Regions from separate parts of the Mus musculus genome. Here regions 1, 2, 3, 5, 6 and 7 are each linked to region 4. A link is a contact called in public HiChIP or PLAC-seq and promoter capture Hi-C data. All regions are on one chromosome and are shown on one strand. The core of a region is the stretch at or near the end of the contact, and the rest is flanking DNA. Distances in the headings are between cores, read along the strand shown.

Region 1 (3,709 bases), core at 969-3,468, 460 kb after region 4:
ATATGGCAGGCAACCTCTGAAGAAGGCAGAATCCCAAAGCAAGGATACAGGGCAGTGGAAAGTCAGGGCAGACAACCGAGAGGTTTGGGTCAGGAGGAACGGTGGCACTGGATTGGGAGTAGCTGGGGAGTCAGGAAGCCTGAGGTCAGACAAAAGCTTGAAAACCTGGATGCTGCAGCTGCTGCGGTACAGGCCAGGGGGTTGCCAGCGCACAGAGCCCTCGAAAGATACCACAACATTGATGTCCAGGGCAACGTCGAAATTTCCGTCATTGCTAAAGGGAAGAGATTTTTCATATGGGATCTGGATCTGTCCCCCGGAGACCCTGCCCCTTCCCCGATGGTACACACACACACACACACACACACACACCATGGCTTACCCTAATCCCCTCATGCCTCAACCCCGCCCAGGCTTTAGAAAGACCCTACTTGTTCAGCAGCACCACATCAGGGAGCCAAACGGATTCAGCAGTGATGCGGAGAGAATCGATGCCATCATGTTCTGCGGGGTCCCAGCTTAACCTGTAGTCGGTCCACTCCTAAGGAAGCAGAGGCTAAAGGGCTGTTCAGGCTAAAGGGCTGGGAGAGGCTTGAGGTGTCAGAAAGAATGCCAGGAAGAGGGTGCAAAGGGGAGAAGCACAGGGCTGAGAAAAGGAAAAAAGGTTCTGGCTATGCTGTCACTGTCTGGGATTCACGTCAACTGGTTTCCTCCGCCCAGTCCCGAGCCCTGGACTGAACTCTCTTTTTTCAGTCTCAAACCGAAGAAGGGGCCTAAAGAGATACCTCATTGGTTAAGGGCACTGGCTACTCTTCCAGAGGACCCAAAATAGATTCCGAGCACCTACGTGGAAGGCCCAAACATCTGTAACTCTAGTTCCAGGAGAACAGGGGCCCTCTTCTGGCTTCCACGGACACCAGTTATGCATGTGCTTCACAGACATATGCAAGCAAAACACCCATTCACATAAAATAAAAATAGAATAATTTAAGAAATAACTGAAGAGATTGAACTAGCCACCCTAAAGTGATGTTCAACCTGCATGCAGTTCAGGATCTTTCAAGGATGGGAATTCAAATTAGTGATCCCCAAACTTGTATCTTAAATTTGTTGATCGAAAATTCTGTTTCAGTTATTATATGTGTACGTTGTGAGTTACTATTAAAAAAAAATCTTACTGGGATGAGGACTCCAGGAGATTAATATAAAGGAAACAGGGTGCCTTTCCCTAACCCACGAGGTCTCCATACCAGGTCTAAGTACACCTTTGTGCTCATTTCTTCATCCTTCTCGTTCTAGAATGGAAAAGTTAAAAGGCAGAAGTGAAATGAAGTGGGTGGAAACGAGGGTTCGGTGAGTTACTTTCTCCATGGAATCTCTAGTCCCTTTCTCTAAATTGCACCTTCTTGGGTGCAAACTCCATCTCATATCAATCTCGAAACACCAGCCTTGGTGCCTGCTTTCCTTTCTTTTACGTCGAGGTTAAGTCACGGGCCACGCCCGGCGTCTAATGGATACAACTCTGAATCTCCGCTCAGAGTTGTTTATTGACTGCTTAGGTACCAAGCTCTGCTGGACTTTGCTAGAATATTACACAGCCCCGCCTCGAGGTCCTCCCGGTAGCAGGTCCTTCTGCCCCAGCTCCGCCTCAAAACCCGCCCACAGGCGAGTTAGCAGAACAGTATTCTGTACCTATCATAGAGGCCTCGCCCATGAACTAGTTCATTGGTCTGATTTTTACCCAATCACCGCCAAAGGCTTGTCTGCCTCTTAGCATAACCCGCCCGCCCCCAGGCTGTCGATCTTCTGGGCAGCGTCTAAAGCCACGCCCCCAGTCGGTCCTGCCCAGCGACTCCACCCGCAGTGCCGCTCTCACCAGGCTGATGAGTTGCGCCAGGGTGAGGCCGATGCTGACCCCGACGCGGTCTCCCACCTCCCGCGCCGGCCTCACCGAGCTATCATAGTTGGAGAAAAGTTTCTTAATCAGTTGGCCTTCGGCTTCCGACCCGCGGGCGCCTGACGAAGGAAAGCACTAAGTGACGCTCCCGGGGCTGGCCGTGACCATTGCTCATCACTGCCTCTTGGAGACCCAAACTGACTTACCTGGGGCGAGGGGCGTCCCGAGTACCCCTAGAAGCAGAAGCAGCGCCCCTAAGGCCATGGCCCTGCCTCTTTCGCTCAGTGAAGTTTGTCCGGATAGCGGCCTCAGGCCAGGGGAAGTGACGAGGCGCCCAGGAATGTGCACCTGTTGTCGGGGGACCAGACGCCAGCCCACCCGCCCCGCCCTCGGGACTTGGTCCCGCCCGGAGCAACTGCAGTCGCCCTCCACTCACAAATGTCAGATAACACTCCGGTTGTATAAATCATCTTTAATTACAGAAAGCATGAAGTGGAGACCCCGTCCCCTGAGAGCAGTGCCAGGAGATGGGCGGAGCCTGAGCGGGGTTTGTATGAGGGAGGGGGGCATCTCTTGCAACAAGCCAGAAGTAAAAGGGCCTGAGGAAAAGTGACCTGTCTTTGAGCACTAGCCCCTCCCTTAGGACCTCAATAGACGTTTCCACCTACATCTGCTAGACTCAGAATCTACCTCCTATTTTACTAGAGGTTCCCCATGGCTTTCTCCGTTTTTCAGGTCCTTTTTGGGTACTTAGAACCCACCTGAGGTTTAAAAGCTGTAAAGTAAAGTAAATTCTATTTAGTTAGAAGCTCTGGGGATACATATGAGGTCTGGGAGCCCAAGAGGCTCCTCGTTTCCTAAGCCTGACCTGTAGAGGGCTCGGAGAAGTTGAACTTATTGCTGAGTTGGGGGTCTCTCTGCTGTGAGGGGGAGTCAAGGCTGTGTCCCTATTTGTCCTTTTTAATTCTAGAGTTATTCTCATTGTAGACCTTAGCTTCCTGTTGTTTGAGACAGGGTCTCACATAGCCTAGGCTGGCCCTGACCTCACTAGGTAGCCCAGGCTAGCCTTTTATTTCCTGATTCTCCTCCTCTCCTTTACCTCACAGATGCAGCATACCATATCAGAACGAAAGTCCTCAGCTTTAAAAGGGATCTGGAAGGAATTCCTGCTGAGGTAGCTAAGTGTTCAGACACAGGTTCAATCATACCATGGCATTTTCTCCCTCTCAGCTTCCCTTCTAGGAGCCAGGTATATTCTTCCAGAATTCCTGTATCTTTCCCCAGACTCTTGTCTCCCTGGCAGAACCCTAGTTGGAATGCTGAAACTAGAAACCATGTAAAAGTAAGGTTAGTATTCTGGAGGGACTATTTTTAGAAAATTATTTAGGAAAAGCAAGAAGTGGTTCTTGATCCGTTCAGTACTGATTAGTTCTCTCTCTCTCTCTCTCTCTCTCTCTCTTTCTCTCTCTCTCTCTCTGTGTGTGTGTGTGTGTGTGTGTGTGTATGTGTGTGTGTGTATTGGCTTTTGAGACAGGGTTTTGCTATTGTAGCCCAGGATGGCCTCCAACTCAGGATCTGTCTGATTCAGCCTCCCGGGTGCTGAATTACAGGTGTGTGCCACCAAGCACAGCTCAGAGCCAATCAGTTTTTAATTAATCATAGCTGAGTTCTACCCATAGCTCATCCTTTAATTGCTAGAGAAAGTGGAAGGGTAGGTCTAGAACTTACTCTAGTACAATAATATGGCTATACAGGCCCTAGCTCCATCCGGGAAGAAAGGGCTGAGAGTCATGGGCTATGTCCTAGAACTGA
Region 2 (3,804 bases), core at 500-2,999, 330 kb after region 4:
GCATAAATACCACGGAGGAGGGACTCTGAGAGATTCATGTCATCAAAGCTATCCACAATCTCGTTCCAGTTACTCTGCAGGATTAGGAAAAAAAAAAACTTAGGCACTTCGAGTAACGTGTTTACACTAAAGCTGGAGTCACCTCATCCTACAGGTTGCTCTGTTCTACCACTCCAAATGTCTAAGGTCACTGTCACGCTAAGGAAGTGCCTGTTCTGACAAAATAAAGTGGGAACCGCAGGTTCTGGTCTTACCTCGATGACGCCTTCCGGCTCCATCCCGTCGGGGCCATTGTCTCTGGATCTGTTGATTCAAAGCACTAGTTTTGCTTCATGCCTTGACCAGAGTGGAAGCAACCAGCCCATTCCCGATCCAACTCCCATGTACTCCCAAAGAACCATCAAGAGGCACTTCATAGAGTGACGCTCCTTTAAGATCAAGCGGCTGTAAAGGACTTCATTCACACACACATTCACACTCTCTCTCTCTCTCTCATACACAAAACGCCGAGATGCGGTCTTTGCAGCCAGGCCCACATGTTCTAGGTCTGGTGGATCAAAGCGCGTGCACCTCCTGGATGAACACCAAGGCCACCGGAAGTCCCGCCTTCCACCTCCGAGTTCCGTGGGTGGGCCATCCCCTTCCCCCCACGTCATGCCGCCCGCGCCCTCCCCCACTCCCTCTGGCCGGCCCCCCTCCACAGTACCCGGATGTGGGAGGCCGCGGGCGGTGGCGGCCTCGCGCACAATGAGCCCCAGCCGCGCTCGCAAAGGGGGAGATTGCACAACAGACAAGCGAAACAGGCTGGGGGAGGGGAATCTCTCAAGCGGCCATGTGCTCATTCGCTCCGCCACTCGGCGGCGTCTCCCCCGCCATGGAACAATCCGCAACCCGCCCGCCCCCGTCGAGAAATGGCGTCGCCCTCCCATACCTCAGGCCGCTCACCCCCGAAGGAAAGTGGACCTGCCCATCCGCAGTTTGCCAATTGCCCGGCTTGTGCGGCAAAATGGACCCGCCCGCCAGGCGCCGGGTGGGTTCCCCGTGCCTCACGCGGCCGCTCCTCCGGGTTAGGCTCTTTCCTGGCCGTCAAGAAGGCCAGCGCCCTGATCGGCCGGTTTCTTCTTCCCCGACCCACATTCCAAGCGCGACGGAGGGACTCGCTGAAGACCGGGGCACCCCTGCTTGTCGCGAGTGGTACCGCCAGAACTCTCCGGAACCCTCGCTCGCACGCCCTGCCCGACACAGGGAGGCAGCCAGACCAGCCGGCTCCGGGCCGCGCAGCCGCCTCTTTCCCACGTTATGTCGCGACCTCATCTTGCCTTTCAGTATCCGAGCTTCGCGTACGGCGTTCCCACAGGCCGAGGCCTCGTGACGAAGCTCGCGCCCTCCGCCCTAGCCAGGTCGTCCTTCCCCGTAACCACACTGGGGTCAGCGGCGGCCATGGGAATCTCCCCCACCCCCCCAACCCCGGACGGTTCCTCCCGGCTCGGTTCTCCCGCAACCTGGTAGGTTCGGTGCGATGGGCCTCTCAACTTCCCCACGGCGGGCCCTTTGGAGGGAACTACGGGGTAAGTAGCCATAACCTTTTGCAAAAGCCTTTCTTACCGAGAATCCTGACTCGCAGACATGATCCTTAGAATCTAGGGCGGAGTGCCCGCCTATCGACAACTTATAGAGCGTCCGACCCCGCCCCAGCCATCGCATTGGCTTGGCCACCTCTGCCCCGCCTGCCGGCGCTCTGCAACTCGACGTGACGTTACTTTGTAGGCGCTTTAGTTCGGACGCCCTATTGGGTAGTTTGAAAGCCCATCATGGCCTAGCCCCGCCCTATGGCCTCATTGGCTGAAGGGTCCGCCTTTCTCGCTGGTGCGGAAGTGACATACTTAAGTCGGGCCTCGCGGCGGGGCAGCCATCTTGGAACCCAGCACCTTTACACGTGCGGAGGCGATCGTGCCTTAGTCATGTGGCTCAGCAGGTCCTATCAAGCGACGGGGGTGAGGCCTTAGCCTCCAGGAACTTCCGGGCAGTCTGGACTGCCACTTTCCTTTACCTGGGTTTTCTTTACAGGACAAGTTTTATTTATTCTTCCGTTCAGGAAAATATTGTAGCGATATCTCATTGGATAGTAAGTTTCCCCGACTGGAGACAAAAAGGATGGAACCCACTTTTGGGTTAAAGGGCATAGGGGGATAAGCTGTCAAGGATTGTCCCACTCAATCACTGGTTCATTTAGTATGTTTCCAGTTTCTCCTGGGCTTCCTTACATGAATAAGCGAGTCTTAATTCATATTTACTGCCATCTGCTCCCCGGGGATGGCATCTATCGAAAGCTGGACTCTCAAGCCCTGAAATGGGGATCGCTAACAGTGTTAGCTGGAAGAAGACCTGAGATAAAGCACAGCCACTATTTTGAGGCCCCTTAAGGAAGACCACCACTTGCATATCTTCAAAGGATCCTTTATTGACCAGAGCAGGACCGTGGCATTTTTATATATATTTATATATATAAAAAAAAGTTTGAAGATCGGGCAGGCAGTAATCCCTTTGCGCGTCCACCACCCCCACACTGTTTTCCTGCCCTCTGAACATGGAAGGAGGAATGGCTGCTCCACCTAGGCCACAAGGCAACATTCTCCTATAGAGGGAGAAAGAGGCTTGCTTTTATGTGGCCATTCCCTTCCCATCAGAAATCAATATACTCGCAGCAAAAAAAAACAAAATACAGAAACCAAACATTTAAATATGAAAATCCAAAGGGAATTGGGTAGAGAAACAAAAAGGAACTAGAGTTTCTTGGGAAGGGTCTCCCTTTCCCCTGCCCACTGATGGGCTAAGGGTCTGGGGTATGAGGCTCACACAGTGAGTTTGCAGTGACACAGTTCCTTGTAGATCTGACGACGGAGTTTGGGCATGTCCTGCTGGGTGAAGCTGAATGGCTGAGACAGGGCCAGGTGCTTGCAGTACTGGGTGTTAACAAAGTAGACCATGAGAACAGTTTACTGAGCACCCTCCCAAGTCAGGACCTGTGCTACACATTTCACACAAAATACATCTTAATTTCTCAGAAAATATCTGTTTCTCATACACACTGCCATTATAGACTAAGCCTGGGGCTTCAACAAGCCTACATAATATATCTGGTGTTTAAACTGGAAAATATATTTAGTTGGATGTTGGGAAGCCTCTATATCAGGACCAAAGCCAGAGATACAGTCCCAACTGAGGATGGAGAAAACCAATGAAACCAGGGTTTCTGTGCTAACACATAAAAGTACACCCTGCTGTGCAATCTGACTGAACCAAATGAGGCAAGAGCTACCAACAACCCCTAAGCTACTGACTGAGAGCTAAGAAGACCTTATCATTTGCTTACCTGTAATACAAAGGCACCACAGTCACTGTCATTATTCTGCCTGGCCACATTCTAGGGAATAGAAAGCAAGAATCTGTTCACTTGGAGACTCCTAGAGGTTACGAATTCAATTGCTGCCTCCTATCAAACTATTCCATTTTTCTCTGGAAACTCACCATTTTGAAGTAACCTTTCCAGCCCTGATGGAAGTCCAGTCGGTCTTTTTTGACTGCCTCTGCCTGTAGATACTTGGCAATATGCTATGTGGGCAAGAAAAAAGAAAGTGACACCTTAATCACCTGCCAGTGTAACACAGAGTGTGCTGGTGGGAAACATCACACCCACTCACTCCTCGGACTCCAAGCCCACGCTTCTTCCTGAAATGGCTTGCTGCCACATCTCCCTACAATTTTACTACTTGTTTCCCCACAACCTCCTCAAACCTTAGGGCA
Region 3 (3,541 bases), core at 379-2,878, 310 kb after region 4:
TCTGTGTCAGGAAGATGATATTCTGGGAATGGCTGCATCCTTAATTCTCCGTGGCCAGAGGACCGTGCTTCAGACCTTGCTGTTTCTTCCCTCCCTTGGTTGTTGAGAGTTGGGCCACTCCTGAGCCCTGAGTCACAGGAGGATAGGCCAGGCTCCGTGAAGCTGGAGCTGTTCCTGGTAGAAGCTGAGAGTCTGAGCAGGCTGTTTAATCCGATTATCTGGGGCCTGGGGCACAGGCTGGGCCTTCAGCAGAGAGGAAAATAGGGTTTCCTCACCATAGCCTCTAGAACTCAGGAGGGCAGGTTGTATTTCTGGCCTGGTGTCACTCTAGCTCTAGAATCCATGTCACTGACCTCAGCTTTTAGGGGCCTCAAGGGTAAAGAGTAGTGACTATCGGAATTGGGAAGCGCCAGAGCTAGGTACAGTGCACTGCACTGTGGTGAACTGAACGTGATCCTCAGGAGGGTGTGCTGAATGCTTTCTCCCAGAAACCTTAGAATGGAGGAAATCGGGATTCTTAACTATGTAACTGCTGGGCAGTACTGGGCACACGCCTTTAATCCCAGAACTCTAGTCCGAGATAGAGGCAGGTGGATCGAGTGAGTTCAAGGGCAAGACAGGATTATTAGACTAAAGAAAGAAAGAAAAAAAAAATTCCGGTACCCAGGAGGCAGAGGTAGATGGATCTTGATCAAGTCCAGCCTAGTCTACACAAGGAGCAAGGAGTTCAGGCCAATCAGGGCTATATGCTGCACTCCCTGTCTCAAATAATTACACTTTAAAAAAAAAAGAAAAAAGGGATCAAAGGGGTAAAGAAACAGCTCAGCACTTAGGTAGATTTCTGAGTTCAAGGACAGCCAGGGCTACACAGAGAAACCCTGTCTCAAAAAACAAAAAAAAAAAAAAAACAAAAACCATAGCTCAGAAGGTTAGGTGCCCCCTGAGATCAGTCACGGAGATAGCCACTACCACCTCTCCACCTTGACCTGGGAAAGAGAACGGACTTGTGAAAGTTATCCTCTGACCTCTATATACAAAGTGGTGACACTTGTGCCCCACCCCATCCATAACCTTTTAAAAAATAGGAAGATTTTTAAAAAGTGTATCTGCAGGCCCAGAGGCATGTCCATGGTTTGGGCTTAAAGATGAAACTTGCAATACTCAGTGGCAATGGGGAACCTCAGGACTGGAAGTGGCTTTGAATGTTTTCATCTGCCTAGCACCTGCTGGAATGACTAAGAAAACAAAAATGGCCTTGAGTTTCTTTCCCCTGGGGCAGATCAGGGGTTTAAGGAGCAACAGACACCGGAAAAGGCTTTGATAGGGAGTGAGAGCTTCTTAAATTCTCCGGGTTTGATCGACCCTGGGAGCCTTTGGTTCCCCTTCTTGGGAAGGAAGTTACTTTAAATTGCTGGTGCTTGAGAATTGAGACAATTTTTAGGCCTGCCGTCCAGGCCTCCGGTGGAACGTTAGGGGGGTGTGGTGCCCTAGGGGGAGGTGTAAGGACTGGGAAGAACAAGACGCCTGGGTTTGCAGAAAGAAGAGGGGTGGAGAGAACCGCACAGCCACTGGGAGGGGTCTGGGGAGGAGTCAGCCTTTTAGAGGCTGAGTACAGGTGGGAAAGGCCTGTAGCACCTGGGTGCACTCCTGGCAGCTGTTGGGACTTTGTGGAGACCAAGAGCTGCACGCTTGAAACTGCAGTTTCAACAGAAGAACCCTGTCTCGCTGAAGCAGAGGGTAGAAAGAGCGACTGGTAGACCTGAGAGAACACTACCTCTCCGGTAAAGGGCTCCAGACAAGGATTCTAAATTCAGCTTCCCAGAGGTGACAATCGATCGCTGGGAGCAAAGTTTGGATTCAAGCGCTCTGGAAGATACTTAAGTACCCAAATATTCCTAGTCCAGTCTTCGCTCTGGGAGAAGGGCATTCAAGACGCCCTCTCAAAGAGGCTTCACCTCCAACCCATGGCGCTGACCAGCTCCTCACAAGCAGAGACTTGGAGCCTGCATCCTCGGGCTTCCACGGCCTCTTTGCCTTTAGGACCCCAGGAGCAGGAGGCCGGCGGGAGCCCTGGAGCGTCTGGGGGACTTCCGCTGGAGAAGGTGAAGCGGCCCATGAACGCCTTCATGGTGTGGAGCTCTGTTCAGCGCCGCCAGATGGCGCAGCAGAACCCCAAGATGCACAACTCTGAGATCTCCAAGCGCTTGGGCGCTCAGTGGAAGCTGCTGGGCGATGAAGAGAAGCGACCCTTCGTGGAGGAGGCTAAGCGTCTTCGTGCCCGCCACCTCCGCGACTATCCCGACTACAAGTACCGACCCCGGCGTAAGAGCAAAAACTCGAGCACCGGGTCTGTCCCCTTTAGCCAAGAAGGAGGTGGCCTGGCATGTGGTGGCTCACACTGGGGGCCAGGGTACACAACTACCCAAGGGAGCAGAGGCTTTGGGTACCAGCCCCCCAACTATTCGACAGCCTACCTGCCTGGCAGTTACACGTGAGTGCCTAATTGTGTCCATCTGTCTGTTCCATGCTTCCCACACGACCCCCTTCCTTGAGAGCTGGGTGGGAACAGAGGCCAGAGTGCCAAGTTAAACCCAAATCCACCCAAGCAGAAGCTACACCAGGCTGAGGGCCCAGAGTTCAGGATAGTGGCTGTTCCATCTCAACTAATGTGTCCTACCTCTGCCTTTTGGATGGCAGTTTCTCCTTGTGGCTGGCCCTTGTGTGACCCATCTTCCTCTCCCAGCCCTGGGGGCAAGGAGAGACCAAGCCCATCCTGTTGCTCCTTCCTGGCCTGCTGCCCCAGGAGGCAAACAGCCGTGCAGCACGCAAGCCGCCTGCTGAGCATGCCCCAACAGAACTACCTTGTTCTTTAAGTCACCCTAGGGTCCCATTCCATGCCTGCTGTACCCAGCAAGGCTGGCTGAATGGCAAGCTCTAACCCTGTCTGCTGCAAACTGGTCAGACCAGTCCCCCACGAAGAGTTGAGGACACTGCCCAATCGATTCAAGAAGACTAACCTCCAGACCCCATGTTTCTTTTTACAGCTCTTCCCACTGCAGACCGGAGGCCCCCTTACCATGCACCTTCCCTCAGAGTGATCCCAGGCTCCAGGGGGAGCTAAGACCCTCTTTCTCCCCTTACCTATCCCCAGACTCTTCCACTCCATATAATACTTCCCTTGCTGGAGCCCCCATGCCAGTAACCCACCTTTAACTGGCAGGGACGCCCAGGGCCAACCCCACAGACCCCTACAGATCTCCAAGGAACCAGAATGCACACTAAACACAATTTTGTACAATTAAAACCATGTTTCGGAGTCTTTTATTGTCCCATTTGTATTCTCTCCCTACAGCAGCAACCAGCGCCTTCACACACCCTTCCGCCAGGACCTGCCTCGGCAGGAACCTCCCCACCCAACCCCAGGGCCCTTATCTGAGTCACTCTCCCTCACCCCCAGAACTGGGCTCCAATAGACCATCCCACCCGGGCAGCACAGGGAAGCAGCCACTAGCTTCCAACCACAGTTTTCTAGGCTCTGTCC
Region 4 (3,617 bases), core at 344-2,843:
ATTACCCTCAAAGATTTTAGCTTTAAAATGCTAATGTTAAAAACCAAAACCAGCTCTATCTTACCTGTGATGGGCCGGTAAATGCTATACCATGTAAAGAAACCCATCTTGTATTAACCAAGAGATGGTGTATGGGAAATACTGGGTACAGAGAAGTTACAGAGAACACAAAGCCGGCGTGGAGCCAGGGATGATAAGGATAATAACAGCTGTTGCTTATCTGATGTTTACTGTGTACCATCAGGCACCATTTAAAGCACCTTACAAACACAAGCTCTTTCCATCCTTACTATTATTACCCACACTTTGTAGATGAAGAAATCAAGGCCCAGAGAAATGAAGTAACTTGTCTGTGGGTGTCACAACTAGGATTTGTTCTTGAGCCAGCTGTGTCAAGACTGTGTTATTATCCTCCGCAACAGAGCCTGGGTTCGAGAGGCTGAGGAGGCAGCTTGGGTGTGGGTGCCACACCGTGAGGGAATGTGGGCTGTGAGTACCACGTCCTGTTTACCTGTGGGAGAAGTCAGACCCCTGAGTCAGAAGTCACGCAGAGCTGCTTCGTTTCCACCATCATGCTGTGTGGGTGTCCAAGTCTGGATACTCCGGAAGGAAAAGATTCCCAGCATTCCTAAGGCCATGCTCCTGGAATCTAGGTCCCTCCTTGTGCTGAGGTGTTAGCTGGACTCAAACTCTCAGAGGGGGTAGGGGGAGGAATTTGAGGGAGCCAGCCTTCCAAAGAACCCAAGAGGCCATGTATAAAAAGGAGAGGCGAGGGCAGAGTGAATTATGGCTGGGCACAATCCAAACATCCAGAAGACCAATTAAAACTGGGCAGAACCAACAGTAAACCTGGCATATGTTGCCTGTTTGTGAGGGGAAGGGCAGGAGGGGATTGTGAAAGAGTATGAACATGTGACAAATAGGCCAACAGGGCCATATAGACTTGTGCTAGTGACTGTGTGCAAGAGGAGACCTGGACACCTGCATCAGGTAGGTTTAAGTGACAGCGCTAGTGTTTTGCTGGGGGTGAGGAGTCCGCCATGGAGGCTGTGGGTGGAGCGTGCCCCCCTCTTCCCTCGGGTAATTCTGGCATTGTCCTGGGCATTCAGCCCGCTGCATCCCCACTCGCAAGTCCAGCCTCGCGCCTCTGCCGCCCCAACGCGTGCCTCGGAAGGGAGCGGCCCATCTGCGCGTGACGCCTCGAGGGCGGGGCCTCACTATTAAAAGGGGACAGAGGCGGCGGCGCGGGCCCCAGGCCCCTGCCCTGGCCCAAGGAGGGCTCATTCGTTCTGTATCCTAGCCGCCTAGAGATCGAAGCCCTCGGGCCACGGTGACCACGATGCAGCTCTTGATGAGAGTGCCCTCTCTTCCCGAGCTGGGTGAGCTGGACTGCAACATCTGTTTCCGACCCTACAACCTCGGGGCCCGTGCGCCCCGCCGCCTGCCTGGCACGGCGCGCGCCCGCTGCGGCCACACGCTGTGCACAGCTTGCCTGCGCGAGCTGGCAGCGCGGGGCGACGGCAGCCGCACGGCCGCGCGCGTGGTGCGCCTGCGCCGCGCTGTCACGTGCCCGTTCTGCCGCGCGCCTTCCCCGCTCCCGCGCGGCGGCGTCACGGAGATCGCGCTAGACCCTGTCTTGTGGTCACGGCTGGAGGAAAAAGCCCGGGCTGAGCGTGAAGGAGACCCGATGGGGAGCCCGGCCAAAGACAGCGGAGAGGATGGAGAGGACGACGACGGGGAAGCGGAGAGCGAGAAGGGGGCGGGACCTCCAAGTGCGGGTTGGCGCGCGCTTCGCCGAATTTTGGACAGGGTCCTGGCGCCGGCACGCCGCTTGCGGCGTCCGTTGCCTAGCAATGGTGAGGGGCGGCCTAGGGAGGATACTGGGTACATTGCACCGAAGAATGCTGGGTCAAGTTGCATCCTCCTGTTGCCACTAACCCTTCTTCTTTCCTCCAGTGCTCTACTGTCCAGAGGTCAAGGACATTGCCCACATGACCCGTTGTACGCTGTAACCAAGGAACCCCAGAGCTATGGCAGAAAGCAGGTGGGAGCAGCATCCTCAGGCGTGCTCTGACACAAAAGGTTGATGTCAAGACTACCTGGAAATCAAGGCTGATGCTGGAATTGGTACATGCGTGATGGAGATGGAGCTCAACAGAAAGGACCCTAGATGGTGTGGATTCTGAGCGGCGAAGGCTCCTAGACTGTGCCAGCATTATATTTTCAGGATGGAGTGGCCAAGGGATAATAGAAACAAAGCCTACCATAATGTAGGAAGAAAAAAAAAATAACAAAGCTTTGGCGTTTGTTCAGAGTCTGTGGTGTAAGCAAAGGATCCAATTTTAGCAGTGGTCTGTGGTTGACAATGTGTACTGTGGAAAAAAGGACAGGACAGGGGATAAGCTAATTTATATGTCATGTCAATCTCACTTATCTGGTTGTGTTTGCTGGCATGCCATCTTCCCACTCTTGTTACCGTGCTCCAGCAATTACTGAGTTGACTCCCTGCTTATGATTGGGAATCTTGCATATACAACCTCCCTTCAGCTGGATAGGGCAGGTATGAAAACATCCAAGGGGCATTTATTTACATGAGGCCTTATTAAAGGCTTATCAAAGATGGGTGAGCCATTTGATAAAGGAAGCAAAATTTAGGCCTTTGTTATCTTTACTGACTCTGTAGCAATACTGGGGAAAAGAAAAAAAAAGATGCTCACATAATTTTAATTTGTGTCCCATAATGGGACATTGTTTACTGTATGTAGTTAGTTCTATTCTAAAGTCCTGTAAATATCTTACTGTAGACTTAAAATCAAGACCAGCAGTGTTGGTTGGTCTCACAGCTTGCTAGAAATGCAGAATTTCAGGACCCCAGTCCACATTCCCCGGTAGTTTTAGAATCCCAGGTATGTGTATGTAAGTTAAGAATCACTGGTTTAGCTCTTAGTCACTCTGAGATGGCATCATCAGCTGTAGGTGGAACATTTAAAACACTAGTGACGCATTAAAGTGCCAAAGTGACATTCTTTTGAGAAAAATTTTTCTGAGCTACAAATGTGAATTTACAAGGCCTCAGTTTTCAGAGGTCTTCAAGATTTTGTTTTTAATGACAAATAATGTATGTAGTTCTAGGGTATAAACCTCCATTTGTAAAATGTTTTGTCTTTTTCCTGTCCTTCGGTTCCAGCTGAAATCTCCCCTTTTGGAGGCCAGCATGCATCTGTGGGAATGTGTATGTTTTCTCTATACGTGTTGCCAAAGGGAATGCTATGTTTATTTTCTGCTATTTTATGTTTTGAGTATTTCTAGAGTATAAATTTCAAGTGACTATCTCCAGAGCCGATAGCAGTGTTAATGTTATATGTATTCAAAAAAAAATGTTTGCTGAATTTATTTTGAATGTAATAGTCTCTAGAATAAAGTATCTGGGCTCATTCAATCTGTGAAAGACTGTTATTGAATAACGTTATTGACTAAGACGGAGTTCTGTCCAACAGTTCAGGGACACCACAGTCATCCCAGTTCTTTAAAACAAAATAAAACAAGGTGTCTGCTCCACAGTGGAGCTGTGGTGCTGTGGTGACCTCTGCTGACTCTGGGGAGGTGGCTTTCAGTGT
Region 5 (3,886 bases), core at 18-2,517, 430 kb after region 4:
GTGGCCGGGCAGTGGTGGCGCATGCCTTTAAACCTAGCACTTGGGAAGGCAGGCGGATTTCTGAGTTCGAGGCCAGCCTGGTCTACAGCGTGAGTTCCAGGACAGCCAGGGCTACACAGAGAAACCCTGTCTCAAAACAAAACAAAACAAAACAAAACAAAACAAAACAAAACAAAACAAACAAAAGAGTGTGGGAGTGGTTTTGTGGCTGTATGGCTTGTCTAGGCCGAGTGGCTTGGAACCCGCTCGTAGACCAGCATGGACTTGAGCTTGCAGAGCTTCCGCCTTTGCTGCCCGAGCGCAGGCGGGCTTGAACCTTCATGCTCTTCGGGGAGAGCCTGCTCCTCTTTCTCCTGAAGTGGGTCTTTTTTATGGGGATGGGGGTGTTCGTTTTTGTTTTTTCAAGCAGGGATATCACACTGTAGCCCTGGCTGACTGGAACTTGCTGTTTAGATCAGGTTGGCTTCCAAGTCCTTAAATCCACTTGCCTCTGGCTCCACAGCATCATCACGCCGGGCCTCTCCAGAGTCTTTAGTTTTGCAACTAGGGAGCCGTCTATAGCATTGTCCCATGGAGGTTCCAGGAATTTTTTGTTTGTTTGTTTGTTTTTATGTATGTCACATTTCTCATGCTTCCACCTGGCGTGTGGTTAGTGTTGTGCTGGGAAGGCCACACCAAGGCCTCTGCATTTATATGCAGGGACACAGAAGCGAATCTTTCCACTGGTGACACAAAGTTCCAAGCTTTGTGCTTATCTGCACTAATGATCATCTGTTCTACGGAGTTGAGGTCTTTCTTGCCAGTGGGTCTGGTGATAATCCCTAGGTATTCGCGAGGGTGCTCACTTTGGATCTATAGGTTCCACGGGGCCCAAATGTGAATCTGCCGTGTTGTAAGTTTGCGGCCCCGGAGAACATGTGTGTGGTGTGCGTGTCTGTGGTGAACAGCTGTGCCCACGCAGCGTGCTCTAGGCGATGTGACCCCTGAGTGAAGGGTGTGCAGAGGGAAGGGCGGGCGTGGGGGTGAGTCCCTTCCCAGGGAATGAGTGGTCTAGGTCACTGCCCGCCCCGTAAGGTGTGCATTCTGCGGGAAGCCCCGAGTCTTTTCCCTGTGAGGGATCCACCAGGCCTTGGCCATCAGACTTCAGAGTCCAGAGTCGGTGTCGTCTGCGCTTTGCTGGCTTCCTCTCAGCGGCGGCGCTGGGGGGGTGGGGGGGGACTGTTTCCGGGGGTGGGGTGGGGGGGAGGACCGGGGCGGGGGGGGAGCCGATGATGTCAGCGGCGGCGGCGGCGGCGGTGGGGCTGGGCCGGGGCCGGGCGCTGGGGGGGGCCGGGGCCGGGGCCGGAGCCGGAGCCGGAGCTGGAGGAGAGCGAAACCCAAGCGGCCGGGGCTGGCCACGGTGATGAGCCGGGCCTGGCAGACGCGGCGCCATCGCAGTCAGGTGGGCCCCGGGGCGAACCGGGCAGGGCTAGGGAAGATGCCCCCTCTCCGCTGCCCGGCGCCGCAGGGGCCGGAGCCGCGCCCCGCGACCGCTCCCCTTCCAGGTTGATCTAGGGGCGCAGGGGTCGGGGGTTCTAATAAGCCCCGCCCCCGGACGTGCACGGCGCTGGGGAGCAACTTAAGAGCGCCCTGGTATGGTGTCCAACGAGCCGTGACTGGGGGACTCGGTCTCCTGGGGCCGTGAAGAGGGTCGCAATCACTCCACCTATGAAGGGTTAAATTCTGCAGCCCAATGCCCCCTCCCTCTGCCTCTGTGGGGCAGGTTGGGGGTTGGGTTGGGGCGGGTGTGATCCCGGGCAAGCGCTGCAAGCTGCTGGGAGGGCGATGGCGTAGGAGCCAGGCAGAGAGGGGGAGGGGTGGCCCTCTGAGCGCCCCAGAGTTGGGGTGTGCAGGGTGCGCAGTGCGAGCAGGGGCCCGGAACCGCCGCGCCGTCGGGGAAGGGTTGTTGCAGTGAGTCCTGGAGATTGTGCCTCCTGCGGTACTGTGGGGCAAGGTAAACTGCTCCTCCTGGGCAACACGGTTTCCCAGTCTGGCACCGAGGGGTCTGCGAGGGCCCTCCCTGATACATAGAGACAGAAAGCCAGGAGGGGGTACTTATTGGTACAGAATTACAAGGTTTGGCTCTGTGGCTTTAGGTGACAGATACCTTAAGTGTGCTGTTCGAGGATTTGTATATAGTTTTTGTCAGCGTGTGTTTTCCTTCACGTATGTCTTGTGTTGTACATATGAATGTTTATGAATGTTTGTTTTCTGCATAGCTGGCATGGTGTGTGTGTGTGTGTGTGTGTGTTATGGTGGACACCAGAATGAGGGGTGTGCGTACCCATTTGAAGAGTGCAGTCAGTTGTGGACATTTGAATCAGAAGGTATCACGCCTGAGTTCCATTTCTGTCGTCCTGATGAGGTGTGGTCCAGTTGTGTAGAGGACAGAAAGGCGGATGGATTTGTGTGTCTGTGATGTACGAGTTTCACGGGGGGCTGCATGTCTGGAACTCAGACCTAATAATCCTCAGGAGCATGTGAGGTGAGGGGTTCTGGGTGGGACATGCAAGATGTGTTTATGGGATCCTGGGAAGCCAAGCACGGGAAAGGTTGCATGTTTGCAACACTCTCCACGGGATTCTTTGGTGACGTTGTTTGTGGGAGCCTGTCTGGGCTGTTGGGCCTGGAGGCAAGCTGCTCAGAAAACACTTAGGAGGAGGTGGCGTGACAAGGGCAATGTGGGCCTTAGACCCAGGAGGCCAGTGGAAGGCTTGGTGTGCATGTCTACCTTCTGTGTGCTTAAGTGACGGGTGTAGGGCTGCCAGGAGATGTTATGGGAAAGTTGGGAGATAAACACTAGGCAGGCGAAAGGGGCAGGAATGGGTGCTGTTGGGTGGCACTGCTCTCCTTTTGCAGGGTCTCTGTGTTTGCCCAGCACATTAGGGCCATAGGGAGGAAAAGTCCTGGCGCCCATAAGGGAAGTGAGCTTAGACAGAGCGGCTCCTTGGTCATGTTTATGTAAAGGCTGGGTGTGACTTTTGTCACTAAAATGGAAAAAGGGATCAGGAGTTTTCAGTCTCCTCCTGCTTTGCCCTCTCCCCCACCCCCCTTCCGGTATCTCTGACGCACATGAAGCCCTACTCCTGGGACAGTGGAAGAGCTTTGGACAGAATTTGCTCACTAAGCAGATTCTTTGGAACAGGTTTCCCTCACCTTTGGGGCCTAGGCCCTTCAGTGCATGTGGGAGATACACATGTACGCCTGCTCACTCCGTTGGTGTTCCTTGTGTGCCCTACTGTGCGTGTCATCTAGCCTGTGTGTACACATATAGGAGTGAGAAAGCTTTAAAGCTGTATCCTCTGGAATGGGTGAGGGAGGCTGTCTGCCTATGAGGCCCGGAGGACAGGTGCAAGCAAGACTTACACTGGAACTGAAGTTCTGGTGCCTCCCCAACTTCCTCAGTGGAACATTCTCTGAGTGCCCTAGTCCACGTCTGTGAGATGGAGCTAACAACCTGCCCAGGGAACTTACAACAGCATATGGAACATAGACCTGATATATAGCGGCAAAGTAGAGACTATGCAGTACCAGCCTCTGTCAGCCCTGCTGCAGAGACTCCCCGGCTCCCAGTTTTACTGGTAACAGTAGTCGTAAACAGTTGGCTTGCACTAACTCTACAGCCTCTGCTCCCAGGCTTCTGTGTCCCACCACTCAGCCGTCCTCACCCTGGCCTCTGAGGACCTCACTCTCTCAGACAAAGCAGCTGAAACCCAGACGTTAAAGCTTTTGCCCCAAGTCACTTGGTTGTGAGAGGTGCTCAGGTCTCAGGTTCTAGGTTCTGTGCTCTTGACTTCTGTGCTGTGCAGCCCTTTGCTTTCCTGGAGCATTCAGTGTGCACACACCA
Region 6 (3,773 bases), core at 200-2,699, 280 kb after region 4:
AGCAGTAGAGGGTACAGAGGCCAGCCTGCCTAGCAGGATTGACTGCTGAGCTCCAGGCTTCTTGGTGGAAGGCCTCTCTCTCTCTTTCTCTCTCTCTCTCTCTCTCTCTCTCTCTCTCTTTCTCAGAGTAACTGAAGAAGAGATTCAACCTAGACTTCTTGCTCCCCGAGAATTCGCATGCACCAGCAAGCACAACTGCACAGACAGCACACTCACTCACTGAAAATAAAATAAGAACTCAAGGCTGAGTGGGCGTGGTGCTCACACCGACAACCCAAACACTTGACACTGGAGAAGTTGTAAGAGATAAGAGGCTGCTTTGAGTTTGAGGAGAGCCTCAGCTGTATCATGAGTTTCAGGCCAGCATGGGTGTTAGAGTGAGACTCTTTGTCTCAAAAAAACAAAAACAAAAACAAAGCAAAAAAAGAGGTGGACACGGTGGCACAAGATTGTAGCCCCAGTTGCTACTGGAGAACAAAGGGGTATTGAGCCCAGAACATCAAAGGTTTGAGGCTAAGTCAGATATAGTGATATACATAATCCCAGCACTGGGGAGGTAGAGGCAGGAAAATCAGTAGTTCTAGATCATCCTTGGCTACACAGCAAATTTGAGCCTAGCCTGGGCTACATATCCAGGAAAATCTTCCACTCCCTGAAAACCCTATCAGGCCTGGCTTGGTGGCGCACGCCTTTAATCCTAGCACTTGGGAGGCAGAGGCAGGTGGATTTCTGAGTTCGAGGCCAGCCTCTCAAAAACAAAAAACAAACAAACAAAAAAACCACAAAACAACAACAACAACAACAAACCCTATCAGATATAAAGGAGAAAAAAGAATAAGGGACCTGCTGTTACTGTTAATTACAGGGATTTGTTAACAGAACCTAATGAGGAAACGTCAAAACACAACTGTCCCTTTGAGGACACCATTATGAGCCACAAAACAGCTATAGGAATCAAGTGTAGGGCTTTTTTCAGCATGTCCTGAGTACTGGATTTAATGCCTAGAACCAAAGAAGGGAAGGAGGAAAAGCTGCCAGAGGCATAGCACAGGGCTTCCACTACCAAAGACAGCTACAGGAACCGGTCGGGGGTCTTGGGCTCCCTCAGGGTCGGGGATGCCCCAGTGATTAGACGGCTAAGAGTGAAAACTAAAGCAGCTAACTGGAGTGTACTCTAACTAAAGCAGGGTAGGGGAGGACTTTTAAGCTTGAGGTATGTACGACACAGACTGGATAGCCAAGGCTACACAGAGAAACCCTGTCTCGAAAAACCAAAATAAATAAATAAAATACAAAATACAAAAAATAAACAAACAAACAGGAAGCTTAAGTAGTCCGGCGCAGAGTCCAGTCACTGGACAGCGAGGCGAGGCGGGACCAGGGGGTGGGGGTGGGGAAATGGTCGTAAGCAGCAAGCTGATTGGCTGCAGGGAGGCCCGGAGGGGGCTCAGAATTTAAGGCCTTTTCTGGCAGAAGAGACCACCAGGCCGGCTAATCCTCCCAGCTGAGACCGGTTGGTGCCAGAATCTTGTCTAGAAGCTTCTAGCATTTCTTCTGCCCCTCGCTCCCAGCACTTTGAGACCTGAGCTTTGAGACCAGACCTCCGCGGTTCTGCAAACGTGGGAGTTGTCTGTGATCTTTGATTTTTGACAGTGAGGCTCGGAATGGCTTCCACGCGAATCCGAGAGGCCAGGGAGAGCGATTGTGGAGACATTATGAGGATGATCCGGGTAAAGACTGCGGTTTGGAAAAACAGTGCGGGGTGGGGGTGGGGGGCTGGGAGCAGTTTGGCTGGAGTTGGGGAGTCAGAAATGAGGGTGCACCTTTGGACCCTGTTCTCAGAGATCAGGACCTTCCTGCCTTAATGTTGTTTTGGTACCCCTGTTATAGGAACTGGCAGAGTTCGAGAAACTGTCCCATCAGGTGAAGATCAGTGAAGAAGGTGGGTGAGGCTGTGCACCTGGGTCCTGATTGAGATGGGGGGCGGGTGATGGGGTGGAAGGATGGAGTCCTAAGATCGTAACTACTGGACTGGGCTTTACTCCAAGTTCCGGTTTTTCCCGGCCCATCTCTGCCTTTTTTGTCATACCTCCAATCTTTATAGCTCTGCGAGCAGATGGCTTTGGAGAGAACCCTTTCTTTCACTGTTTGGTGGCAGAGATTATCCCAGCACCTGGGGAGTCACAAGGTAAGGAAGCCTGCAGTTATCCTCCGTGTTTTTCCTCCCAAAAGCCTCACTCTTCTCTCTCATTTTCAGGGTCCCTTGTGGTGGGCTATGGGCTGTACTACTTCATCTATAGCACATGGACCGGACGAAACGTTTATCTGGAAGACATCTATGTGATGCCGCAATATCGGGGTACTGGCTGGGGCTAAGGATGGACAGAATGCCCACAGACCCAATGAACAGTCCTCAGACCTATCCCATTACCCCAACCTCAGATTATAGTTTCCTTTGATACCCTTTCAACTCAAATAATAGTCCTTCCTGTCCCTTTCTCCACTATAGGTCAAGGGATTGGTACCAAAATAATCAAAAAGGTGGCTGAGGTGAGCAAAGGGGTGGGGCTTACAAACTAGTTACCGCCCCCAAACGAAAGCCAGCCAGTCAGCCAAACCATCAATCAATCAATCAATCAATCAGTCACGTAAGTGGGAGTGTCGAGGTTGAATGAGGGGGATGAGAAAGATTTTTCTTTTTATTGTTTGTTGTTCAAGACAGGGTTTCTCTGTGTAGTCCTGATTGTCCTAGAACTTGCTCTGTAGACCAGGCTGGCCTCCAACTCAGAGGTCTGCCTGCCTCTGCAGGAATTAAAGGTGCTGGGATTAAAGGTGTGTGCCAGCCATTAGTTTTTGAGCCCTGTGCAGTAAGCGTATGTCTTCTACAGGTTGCCCTGAATAAGGGTTGCTCCCAGTTCCGCCTGGCAGTTCTGGATTGGAACAAGAAGGCCGTGAACTTGTACAAATTTCTAGGGGCTCAAGATCTGACTGAATCGGAAGGCTGGCTCTCCTTTCGATTTGAAGGCGAGGCAATGAGGGAGTTGGCAGGACGCTGACTTACGCCCTCTCTCTCCTGCCTCTTCTTTGGGATCACCATATCAAGTTTTCCTAAGACCATAACCATAGGCACTGACCCAGACAGACGCTCGCTCACCCAGAGGCCTCCCAGGGTGCAGACTCCTGAAGTACAGAAAGAGTGGAAGAGGGAGAAGCCTTATTAGGAACCACAAATAAAATACTTGCTTTGCCCTCATGGGTAGAGGATGTGATGCTGCAGCCATTTTGAAGCCCTTCTATTTGAACATTGTTCTGATGAGGGCTGGGACAGCCAAAGAGGCAGGGGTCATGGAGGCCTCAAGGACTCTGGGCACCCTAGTCTTGCCTCTAGCCTGTTAGAAAAAAAAAAAAAAAAAAAAAAAGAACAAGAGGGAATAAGCAATGGTATATCAAGCTTGTCATTCATCTTTGGAACCCAAAGATATTTTAGGACTAATGCGATAAAGGCCGCAGACTGTGCGCTGCCGTCAGCATTTCAAGGGACACTGGGAAGGAGCAATTGCCTCCCCTTGACTAATCAACCTCTACTAGGTAGGTATGATGCATGGTACTGGGGAGCCGGGAGTATAAAAACCTCCAGCTCAGGGGTTTGGGGGCCCACCAGGGAAAGTGAGACTTGTTTCATTAAAAAAAAAAATTAAAAAAAAACAAAACAAATCTTTAAAACACTGGGAATGAAGCTCAGGACCTCTGGAGGAGCAGTCTGCTTTTAACCA
Region 7 (3,955 bases), core at 140-2,639, 300 kb before region 4:
CACGAAAGTAGTGAAAATACCCCTCGTGGCCAGCTTCAGTGTGACTTGGCCAGCAGAAGCCATCTCTACCATGACTCAAGGAATATAAGAAAAACCAAGAGCTAATTCATCGGGAATTGCTAACGTATAGAATTGGAAATGGATTTAATTTATATATATTTTTGGAGTAAACAGCTCACACTGTAGCCTGGAGCTCCTAGCAATCCTCCTGCCTCAGGCTCCAGAGTGCTAAAATTACAAGCCTACTGTCAGAAACCTTGCAGGATTTTAAAGAACAAAATAGTAAGGACACATAAGCAAAAAATGTGCAAGAGAGTGGATTTTGAGTGTACCTAGCCCAGGAATGTAGACCATGCCACTGGCTGAAAGCTCTTCCTAGGAAAACAGGATACTTAAGAAAATACAAACGGAAGAAATGAACTGGGCTTGTCAGTGGTGCAGTGAGATAATTAGAAATTCAAGGCCAGCCTGGGCTGAATTAAAGGCCAACTTGGGCTGGACAGAGAGACCTTGTCTTGAATAAACAAAAACCAAATACAAAACAGACAGGTAGGATAGAGAACCCAGAAATGCAGTTCCAAATTCATGATTTATACACCCACAGATTCAACTGTTATCTGTCTGTCTGTCTGTCTGTCTGTCTAACCTACACCTCTACCCATCCCATCTAGAAGATTGCATCTGTATTGAGTAGTAGACTTTCCCGGCATCATATTCCCTAACTTAGGTCTTACTGCTGTCTCACAGTATTTTTATTGTATTAGGTAGTTAGGTGATCTAGGAATTAATCAATGAAGCCTAGAGAATTACAGACCCTATGCAAATACTGTGTCATATACAATATTATGTCTGTATATATAATAGACCTAAGCATCTGCTTGAATTGAATATTATGGGGCATTGTAAAGGCAATACACCAAAGATACTGAAAAAAGACTGTATTTTCAAAGATCATATTAAGGGTAGCATCTAAATTTTCGTGGAAACCAGACAATTTAACCAAGGTCTTCGGAAAGAACTCGGTCATATTAATGTTTACTCTATATATTTTATTTATATATAATTATTATTTTCTACCTCCCCCCAGGGTATCTCTGTGTAACTCTGGCTGACCAGGAACTCGCTTTGTAGACCAGGCTAGTCTCGAAGTCACGAATCCACGTGCCTCGGCCTCCCGAGTGCTGGGGTTAAAGGCGTGCGCCCCACCACCGCCCAATTTAAATATTTAATTTTTTATAACTAGAAAAAGGAGCGTGCACATCTTGGGACACAGTTTCAAACTAGTAAAAAGAAGCCTCTTAGGCCACACCTTCGTTCTGTTTCAATGACTACATCACAAAAAACGTAGCCAATGAGAGTGGGCTGAGTGGCGGCTCAGCCAATGGACCTAGAGCGGGAGATTCGAAAGCGTCCGGGTCGCGGGGTAAACCGGTTCTCCGTGTGCGAGCGCCTAGTGGCGTAGGCTGCGGCTTTGCGGGGAACTGCGGGGGCTGCAGTGGTCCACGGGGCTGATCGGGTTCCGTTGGGCGGATCCACGTGCCCGCTATCCGCCTGGAAGGAGAGGTGCAGGAGTACCCCCGACCTTGGCTGCGTGCTGACTCGCTTCCTTCTGCCCGCCCAGGCTTGCACTCCCCGGGGATCTGCCTCTGCATCTCTTGCCTTCGCTGTTGTTTCCCTCTCTGTCCAGCTCCCCTCCCGCTCTCGCCCTGGAGAATGGCTCAGAAGGAGAACGCCTACCCGTGGCCCTACGGCTCAAAGACGGTAAGGTCCTGGCCACATTCCCCGCCCCACGTCCCCCGGAAGAAGAGTCCATGAAGATAGAGGCTGGCCTTGCAAATGGCCGGACTCTAAGCGTTTCCGACGTGTGGGCCTCAAGAATTTGCTTGCAAAACTCAGTCTGATCACTTGCAGTCTTACCGTAGCAGATGTTGCCAACCTGAATCTGAGGGCTTCCGTAGAGCTGAGCCTGCTCGTCACGTACAATAATAGTTGGGACTGAGCAAACATCATCGTGCTTTCGGGTCGTGAATCTCACTCTCGAGTCTGAAAAAATTAACTACACAGGAAATAGATTATAGAATAGAAGGTTACGGTTTAAAAGGTTCCGAATGATCTAAATATTTATGTACGGCCCTGGGTATGAAACCCCAGAGCTTCCAAGTTTTGATGTACCATCCATACTACACTCCAGCTTTGGAATGTATCGTACTGAGCGGTGGGAAGTAAGAATCCAAGTAGATTTGAAATGCTGTGTGTATGTGCGTGCGTGTGCGCCACACTGGAGATAGTAAGCACGGTGGTGCACACCTGTAATACAGCACACCCGTAACGCACTTGGCTACATGATGGGATCCTGTGGCCACCCCCAGATGAAGAGCCCTTCACTGTATATAGTCTGTTCCCTGTTGGTGGGACCTGAGCATCCTGGACAGTCTATCTCTTTCCTTGTCCCAGCTTCCTCCTCTGTGGAGCCCTGAGTCAAACTGACAAGCGTGCAGTCCTGTTACTTTTACCCTGATTTACTATCACAGGAAAATATCTATTACTCAGAGAACTTTGAAAGTGAAGTGACCCAAGTGTAAACATATCTTTTATTCTCCTGGCCTAATTTGTCATCCCCGAGGGTCACAGTGTGGTCAAATATCCTGCAACACCCCTAAAGCCATCAGTATCCCTATGTTCTGTTCCTAGAAAGAGATGAAGTTTTGTTTCAACTTCACAAGCTCAGGCTCTTACATAAGCCTGGGTGATGTGTTTAGAACTATCCAGACTGGGCAGTGATGTGCCTGCGGTGGGCTGGGGTCAGGGGAATTGGTGTAGTAGCCTCTTGCCTTGGGTTGTTTTGTCATTCGTTCATTTACTTTGCTTTTTAATTATTTTTGTGGAGGGTGATGTTAAAACAAGGTCTTCTAGCTGGGCGGCGGCGGTGGTGGTGCACTAATTTAATCCCAGCACTTGGGAGGCAGAGGCAGGTGGATCTCTGAGTTCAAGGCCAGCCTGGTCTACAGAGTGAGTTCCAGGACAGCCAGGGCTCCACAGAGAAACCCTGTCTCAAAAAACAAAAAACAAAACAAAACAAGGTCTTCTTTAGCTCAGGCTGCAGGCTGCCTTTCTCCTAACCAGGAGCCTCCACCTCCTTAGTGCTGGGGTTGTGGATGTGTGCTGGACGCTCTCAAGTTGTTTCATTCTTTTTATTCATTTTATTTTTGCAAGTTACTTTTGTTTTTCTCAAGACAGTTTCACTGAGTAGCGCTGGCCATCCTGGAACTCAGTCTGGCCTAGAACTCAGAGGTCTCCCTGCCTCTGCCTCCCAAGTGTGTGCCACTGCTGCTGGCTGCCAGTTGTTTCTTAATAACCCCTTTCACGTGGAGCAATGAGTAGATTCTTGGCTAGGCAGGCAGACCGTGCTGTATCAGTATTGTTCTGTGAACTGTGAGTGGATGGGTCCTTTAGCAAGCAGCTGAAATGCGCCTTGTAGCATATTCTGGCCAGGTTACCGGGACAAGGACGCCCTCAGAGTCACCCTTTGCTCCTCAGTCTCAGTCTGGCCTGAACACGTTGTCCCAGAGAGTCCTACGGAAGGAGCCCGCCACGACATCTGCGCTTGCTCTCGTGAACCGGTTCAACAGCCAGTCCACAGGTACCTTGGATGATGGGAAGAGGGAGGTGGGGGGGGAAGCTGGGAATGTCAAAGGATGGACTCAACATAATTCTCTCTCCTTAGCTGCCCCTGGCCAGAAGTTGGCTGAGAACAAGAGTCAGGGCTCCACTGCCTCGCAAGGATCCCAGAACAAGTAGGGAAACTTAAACAGTGATGGGGGAGAAATGGGGGAGGATAAGGGGAGCACGGATAGTGAGAGATCAGCCACCTGGAGACTCTGAGCCAGCCAGCTAACTCTTCCCCATATTCCCGCTCTTCTAATCAGGCAGCCTTTCACTATTGACAACTTTGAGA

The links. Promoter capture Hi-C pulls out the DNA fragments that hold promoters and counts their contacts. HiChIP or PLAC-seq counts read pairs in DNA pulled down with a chosen protein or histone mark. Capture Hi-C pulls out chosen DNA fragments and counts their contacts.
Region 1: a contact with region 4 is called in a promoter capture Hi-C map of liver, with 2.8 times the contacts expected there. The contact joins the promoter of Chrnb1 here to the promoter of Rnf227 in region 4. A contact is called at or near these places in 2 of 39 promoter capture datasets (embryonic stem cells and liver), 2 of 115 datasets of contacts at active chromatin or transcription factors (bone marrow-derived macrophages and pancreatic cancer cells) and 2 of 9 other capture datasets (adipose tissue and liver).
Region 2: a contact with region 4 is called in a promoter capture Hi-C map of liver. The contact joins the promoter of Eif4a1 here to the promoter of Rnf227 in region 4. A contact is called at or near these places in 6 of 39 promoter capture datasets (cranial neural crest, hippocampal neurons, liver and 2 more), 1 of 115 datasets of contacts at active chromatin or transcription factors (pancreatic cancer cells) and 1 of 9 other capture datasets (liver).
Region 3: a contact with region 4 is called in a promoter capture Hi-C map of second pharyngeal arch cranial neural crest. The contact joins the promoter of Sox15 here to the promoter of Rnf227 in region 4. A contact is called at or near these places in 8 of 39 promoter capture datasets (the HPC-7 cell line, cranial neural crest, frontonasal cranial neural crest and 4 more), 2 of 115 datasets of contacts at active chromatin or transcription factors (memory CD8 T cells and pancreatic cancer cells) and 1 of 9 other capture datasets (adipose tissue).
Region 5: an H3K4me3 HiChIP or PLAC-seq map of bone marrow-derived macrophages shows a contact between it and region 4, with 2.2 times the contacts expected there. The contact joins the promoter of Zbtb4 here to the promoter of Rnf227 in region 4. A contact is called at or near these places in 1 of 39 promoter capture datasets (frontonasal cranial neural crest) and 1 of 115 datasets of contacts at active chromatin or transcription factors (bone marrow-derived macrophages).
Region 6: a promoter capture Hi-C map of adipose tissue shows a contact between it and region 4. The contact joins the promoter of Sat2 here to the promoter of Rnf227 in region 4. A contact is called at or near these places in 8 of 39 promoter capture datasets (the C10 cell line, the HPC-7 cell line, cranial neural crest and 5 more), 1 of 115 datasets of contacts at active chromatin or transcription factors (embryonic hindbrain) and 2 of 9 other capture datasets (adipose tissue and pancreatic islet).
Region 7: a promoter capture Hi-C map of adipose tissue shows a contact between it and region 4. The contact joins the promoter of Aurkb here to the promoter of Rnf227 in region 4. A contact is called at or near these places in 2 of 39 promoter capture datasets (cranial neural crest and embryonic stem cells), 1 of 115 datasets of contacts at active chromatin or transcription factors (pancreatic cancer cells) and 3 of 9 other capture datasets (adipose tissue, liver and pancreatic islet).

What each region holds. Positions count from the first base shown.
Region 1 is chr11:69,793,719-69,797,427 of GRCm38.p6, forward strand. It overlaps Chrnb1 (cholinergic receptor, nicotinic, beta polypeptide 1 (muscle)), which reads right to left and starts at 2,219. Exons shown (of 11, transcript NM_009601.4): 1 at 2,104-2,219; 2 at 1,877-2,016; 3 at 1,251-1,295; 4 at 432-541; 5 at 166-274. The coding sequence starts at 2,161. Fgf11 (fibroblast growth factor 11) reads right to left here. Exons shown (of 5, transcript NM_001362623.1): 5 at 2,350-3,709.
Region 2 is chr11:69,670,674-69,674,477 of GRCm38.p6, forward strand. It overlaps Eif4a1 (eukaryotic translation initiation factor 4A1), which reads right to left and starts at 1,750. Exons shown (of 11, transcript NM_144958.4): 1 at 1,606-1,750; 2 at 255-303; 3 at 1-74. The coding sequence starts at 1,628. It overlaps Senp3 (SUMO/sentrin specific peptidase 3), which reads right to left. Exons shown (of 11, transcript NM_030702.4): 8 at 3,796-3,804; 9 at 3,529-3,612; 10 at 3,374-3,424; 11 at 2,437-2,963. The coding sequence ends at 2,853.
Region 3 is chr11:69,653,409-69,656,949 of GRCm38.p6, forward strand. It overlaps Sox15 (SRY (sex determining region Y)-box 15), which reads left to right and starts at 1,629. Exons shown (of 2, transcript NM_009235.2): 1 at 1,629-2,491; 2 at 3,045-3,319. The coding sequence starts at 1,965. The coding sequence ends at 3,213. It overlaps Mpdu1 (mannose-P-dolichol utilization defect 1), which reads right to left. Exons shown (of 7, transcript NM_011900.4): 7 at 3,289-3,541.
Region 4 is chr11:69,339,203-69,342,819 of GRCm38.p6, forward strand. Rnf227 (ring finger protein 227) reads left to right here and starts at 1,594. Exons shown (of 2, transcript NR_027827.2): 1 at 1,594-1,856; 2 at 1,957-3,439.
Region 5 is chr11:69,764,645-69,768,530 of GRCm38.p6, forward strand. Zbtb4 (zinc finger and BTB domain containing 4) reads left to right here and starts at 1,268. Exons shown (of 4, transcript NM_029348.2): 1 at 1,268-1,441.
Region 6 is chr11:69,620,603-69,624,375 of GRCm38.p6, forward strand. It overlaps Sat2 (spermidine/spermine N1-acetyl transferase 2), which reads left to right and starts at 1,450. Exons shown (of 6, transcript NM_026991.3): 1 at 1,450-1,730; 2 at 1,891-1,942; 3 at 2,105-2,188; 4 at 2,258-2,359; 5 at 2,510-2,550; 6 at 2,889-3,276. The coding sequence starts at 1,665. The coding sequence ends at 3,056.
Region 7 is chr11:69,044,248-69,048,202 of GRCm38.p6, forward strand. It overlaps Aurkb (aurora kinase B), which reads left to right and starts at 1,390. Exons shown (of 8, transcript NM_011496.2): 1 at 1,390-1,761; 2 at 3,538-3,640; 3 at 3,725-3,794; 4 at 3,927-3,955. The coding sequence starts at 1,714.